Linked DNA regions of Xenopus laevis: region 2 is linked to region 1. Evidence: chromatin contacts called from public Hi-C data. All regions are on one chromosome and are shown on one strand. Each heading gives the region's core, a stretch centred on a gene start, on an enhancer-like site or on the middle of the called end of the contact. The rest is flanking DNA. Distances are from core to core; before and after follow the strand shown.

Region 1 (2,763 bases), core at 67-2,566:
AGTTTGCTCTTTTAAAAATGCATTTCAGTGCAGAATTCTGCTGGAGCAGCATTATTAACCGGAAAAAAAAACATGTTTTCCCGCCACAGAATCCCTTTGATCAACTTTTTCAGGAAGAACAAATGAATTTAAAGAGATACTGACACCAGAAATTAAACCAATTTTTACATCTATCATAGCATGCTAATCCTAATTTAGCCATACAAGTATTTCCCCGATGTTTTTACATTATCTTGTCCCCCATGTTCCTCTATGTGTAGGCTGCCATAATTGTGCAGCAGTAATCCGTTAACATTAGGAAACCTGACAGGTTGAGAAGGGACAGTCAGTACCACCTTAAGGAAAATACATGTTTGTGGTCCAATTGGTTGTACAACGCAAACATTACCTTCGGCACATCAGGTTAAAAAATGTTTTGGGAACCTCTTTATACACACATGTCCCCTTTAATTGTTCCCTTATTCTTTCCATTCTAATGTTTCCCCCCTGCTGTGCCCCTTTATCATGCTTCATTCTAACTGTTTCCCCTTCTAATGCTTCCCCCTGCTCTATCCCTTTCTCATGATTCATTCTTTCTGTGTCTCATTCTAATGCTTCCCCCTGATCTTTCTCATGCTCCTTTCTCTCTGTGTCCCCTTCTAATGGTGCCCCCTACCTTATTCCTTGCTTGTGCTTTAACCCCTTTGTGCCCCCTTATAATGATTTCCCCCTACCCTGTCCATTTATCATGATTTAATCTCTGTGTGTCTCCTTCTAATAATTCCTCCCACCCTGTCCCTTTCTCATGCTTCATCCCCTCTGTGTCCCCTTCTAATGGTTCTCCCGACCAGTTCTGTCCAACTGGCATATCCCATAGATGTTAGTAAAGGGTCAGTGATGGTGCTGATGTCCTTGCTTGAACTGAGAGCGACCGCTCCTATTTGCCCACAACTTCTTGCCCTTTGTTAGCTAAGTATCTTTTTGGCCCAAGTGCCAGTGGGTCAGATTTGAGTGGTCTCTGAGTCACTGCCTGTTGGGGACTCAGGGTTCCTTATGGGGGAGAAGCTGAGTTGCAGAAAATGCAGTTTCGACTCTGACAGAAGGAGTTCAATATGGTATTGATTTGGTGCTGATGTCTAAATGGTGCCAGGACTTGGGTTTCAGCTCCCCTAATAGAATCCAGTCCCATGCTTCCTGGGAACACAATGAAATAGATTTGTGTAAGTGCAGGGTTAATATTCCTGTAACCCTTTGAGTGACAGATGACTGTGACAATACCCAGGCACGTTTAAGTGGCAGCAGCAAGAAGAGAATAAGGTGCCTGGGGTAAAACAACTAAAAAGCCTGTTTTATCATCAAAAATCCTAAATCGCTTCCACTTACTGAGCCCTGGAGGAGTCTCGGGCGGCTGCAGAGAGTTGAAAGGCAATCTGCCAAGAAGCGAAGGCTCCGGGCACCAGGGCCCCTCTCTTCCTGGGGCGTATGCAAACAAGAACAATTTGCATTTTAGATGAATAGGTTTTCAACTCCAATGAAATCAAAGGCTCAGATCTGAAAGCCTTTGGCCCAGAAACACCTGGGGAGGCAAATTAGCAAGGGAGTCAAATTATTGCTCCCCCAATTATGGAAGTTGAATAAAATAGTTACACGAGTGCAGGTCCGGACTGAGAATTAAAATAGACCCATTTCAGGTACACAGAGGCCCAATCAGCCCCCACCAGCCCACTAAATAGTGACTTTCTGTGGCACCTTATAGCAGCCCCTCTGGCATTTGCCAGAACCCACAGATTGCCAGTCCGGGCCTGTACGACTACGAGTGCCTCCTTCTGCACTTCAAAAACTATTTCCCAAGCATAGCGCCATGTAAATGAAGGACTATGGACGACCTGTCCCCCCCCCCATGGATTTGTATGGCCCCCAACTTACAGGGTCCACTGAACTTCTTGAATGACATCACCATTTCTATGACACACAAAAGTGTAAAGTGGCAATAATTGGCCTTCATGGCACACTTGGAGTAGTGAGACATTAGTTACAGAAAATGCACCATTATTTTACACACAGAGGGGGACGGTGGATCACATTGCTTAAAAAGGATCCTTTACTCAAAGAGGGAGGTGTGTCACATTAGTAAAGAGTGTCATTATTCTACTCACAGAGGGAGGAGTGTCACACTAGTAACTAAGAAGGCGCCATTATTATTCTTGCAGATGAAGGAGTGTCACAATACTAAAGTAGAAGGCACCATTTTTTAATTGAAGCACAGAGCCATTGCTTGTGATCATACCAGTGCAAAAAACATGCAACCCACATAAAGTGCAAAAGTGGAACAATAGGACAAGCTTTAAGAAAAGTAAGTCTCCATCTCCTTAATCACACGGCACAAAGTAAAAAAAAAAAGGATTCTCTAAGGGGTACAAGGACTTGGGTGGAACCCTTTATACGCAACCTCCTCAGCCAAAAAGCCAGCAGAAGGAAAGGGTCTTCAGCCCCCATTCGCCACGAGGCTAGGGGGGTCCCTTTGTCAGATCCCTGCAGCCCCATGGCTTTCAAGGGGAAGGGATGACAAGTGACCTGCAAAGAGGTCCAGTAACTTTTGCACCCACAGCGGGGCTGAGTTTCAGGGGCAGAAGGAGCCTAGAGGCCACACATCTCCCACCTAGACACATGCAAAGGCAACCGAATCCTAAGAAGAAAAACATATCAAAAGCAGAGTGACAGATAGTGGAGATAAAAATTAAACAGAATAAAATAATAAAAGGTGGCTATGTGTAGCCCCAGCCT
Region 2 (2,763 bases), core at 121-2,620, 52 kb after region 1:
ATTAAGCAGTTGCATGGCCCATAGGGGCCACAGTGAAAACACAATGAACGGTTGAACATGGTACTGAGCAAGCATTAACCCTGTGGGGGGGCTGTAATATGGATATAAAGCTGGCCGCCATACATACAAAGATGGGTGATTGAGGTGGGCAACATCAGGCAGATAATGCTGCCCACAATCTGACGACAGCTTATATTGGCCTGTGTATGGCCACCTTAAGGATAGCAACCTCAGACCAACCAGTTCACTGGAGTCAATACAAGCAGGACTTGGAAATGGTTTAGTTCCCCCCTTAACTGTAAAAGTCACGTCTCAGAATTCTCAATCTTGTGAGTGACTGATGCATTCTGCTCACACTCATTCAGCCTCATTTCCACACTGCAACTGTGAGCATTTTGACATCAGTTCCTGCACTTAAGTTAGTGGGTCCCACAAGACACCTGGATATAACGGGGTGCCCCTGTTTTTGTGGGACTTGCCCCTGAAGTTCCTGCTCTGTATCACCAATGGGGCACCTGCCATACTTTGCCCATAAAACTAAGGCTCTGCAGGGATAGTAATTACTGCATCCAATCCAGCCCACCCGTTCCCCCACCCCCAAGATGCAAAGTAGGAGGAGCCATATACCATCATTTATCTGCATTATGAATTCCTGCACCTTCTGATCCAGATTCACTCCATGGTAAACCACCGGCCGGAAGTTCCGATGCTCAAAAGACCGAACCAAACGCACCGTGACAGTCACACCCTGGGACATCATGGGAAACCTGCAATCAGACACGTAGTCATGAACCACCACCAGCCAGTGGTGTAACTAGATATTACTGGGCCCCACAGCAAATTATTTTTCAGGCCCCCAAAATGTCTAGAAGTTGGCCTGTTTTACCAATAATTATTGAAATTGTATATGAATTATGGCCTCATGAACCCCCCCTATACCTCCTGGGCGCCCCTGCATAACCCACCCCCTAGGAGCATATACCTCATCCCAAAATTACTCTCATCTCGGCAAACATGAAGCTGTTTCCAGGCCCACTGATGTGCCCTCAAATAACTCACTGTCTGCAATACTCCCCCAGGTAGTGAGCTAACCAGGATACTGTCACACTTCCTCCCCCCCCCCCAGGTACTTATGGGGATACTCACACTTACCCCCCCCCCCCAACTTAGTAGTCACTGGGATATTCACTCATTCACTCGTACTTTACGGTCACTGAGATGTTCACAAAGTAGCTCGGGGGCTCAGTTGCTCACCGCAATACTAACCACCTACTTAGGTACTCACTTGCGGTAATCACACAGTTCTCACTGGCTTATTCACGCTTAATATGAAGCATTTCAAATTACTGCATGAATGGGTTTATAATACAGCGTCTTCGCCTCATTGAAGTACGGATCGCAGAAAGGGACAACCCTTCTGAGCTTACTGAGCTACTATTGGGGGTGGGCGGGCTTAACGACTTGAGAACGGAGAATGCCGAAGGTCTGCGGCTCAGAGCCAAGTTATTTGTGCGTTCCAAAGGGCCGCATGCGCAGCAAACCGAGGATGAGCGGTGAAGCTTTGAGATACAGTGTAACCCAGTTGGTGCTATGCTATAGATACAATATATCCCAGTTTGTTTGGTTTTTTGTTTGTTTTTTTTTAGTTAGGGCTATAGATACATAGTGTAACCCAGATACAGACCAGGAACTACAGGTGCTATAGATACAGTGTAACCCAGTTTCTGCTAAAGATACAATGTAACAGAATTATTATTTATGCAACTGTATGAGTGAGAAGGTGCAGCGTGCCAAGTACAAAGCGACCAGAGTAGTGATGTACGGGCCGACCCGATACCCATAGGTCCTCGCGGGTGCGGGTTGAGTTCTTCTCCTGCTCTTCCAGCCCACCACCTTCAAATGCCGGCAGCTGACTTAAGGGTTCTGGTTTTATAGTCTGCGTCTGCTCGCCACGCCCCTTTTGTGATGTCATTGGCAGGGCGGCACGGGTCTATAAAAGGACCCCGGAAGCGATGGTGCGTGCGGGTTGCAGCAGGGCGGGTTAGGGTCGGGTGCAGGTCAGGAAAACCCTGACCCGCATATCACTAGCCCAGAGTTCTACAGGGCGACTCAGCTTGTTACTCTGGGCCGGATTTACATAGTGGGGACCCCCCAGTCCCGCTGACGTTTGTCGTCCCCTCCCTTTTATTCGTACAAATTTTCATCATCGGAACTGTAGAAATGGGGATTGGCGCAAGGGAAATTTAACCCTTTAGGTGCCAGCAGAATTTCACAGTTCATTTGCACTCAGTGCCAAAGGTTTTTGAAACATTTTGTGTTTTTATTATTATTAACATGTATTTGTATAGCGCCAACATATTGTGCACTGTAAATGTAAATGTGATTATACAACTAAATCACATGAATTATATACATAGCACATATGGAGCTACATACATCACAATAAATAAGGTTCAAAAGGAGAGGAAGGCCCTTTGCAAAAGAGCGTACACTCTAAAGGGAAGGGAGTAATACACAAGGTGTGGGAGTGAGCAAGATCGAATTAAGTGGGTGAGAAATGTGGTACTGTATGTCGTGTTGCGTTTGGTAGTTAAAGGAAAACTATACCCCCAAAATGAACACTTAAGTAACAGATAGTTTATATCATATTAAGTGGCATATTAAAGAATCTTACCAAACTGGTATATATATTTAAGTAAATATTGCCCTTTTACATCTCTTGCCTTGAGCCACCATTTTGTGATGGTCTGTGTGCTGCCTCAG

The links. A called contact is a pair of places that touch in the nucleus more often than the background predicts.
Region 2: a contact with region 1 is called in a Hi-C map of the XTC cell line, with 1.7 times the contacts expected there. The contact joins the promoter of c2orf76.L here to the enhancer-like site in region 1. A contact is called at or near these places in 2 of 4 Hi-C or Micro-C datasets (the XTC cell line and animal cap).

What each region holds. Positions count from the first base shown.
Region 1 is chr9_10L:55,659,790-55,662,552 of Xenopus_laevis_v10.1, forward strand. No RefSeq gene overlaps it. Among protein-coding and RNA genes, the nearest start is that of LOC108701234, 16 kb to the right of the region's middle. Within about 2 kb of position 1,317, at least 1 of the 7 cell types and tissues checked has an H3K27ac peak or open chromatin away from gene starts, as enhancers often do.
Region 2 is chr9_10L:55,712,213-55,714,975 of Xenopus_laevis_v10.1, forward strand. It overlaps c2orf76.L (chromosome 2 open reading frame 76 L homeolog), which reads right to left and starts at 1,371. Exons shown (of 6, transcript NM_001092912.1): 1 at 1,286-1,371; 2 at 628-767. The coding sequence starts at 760.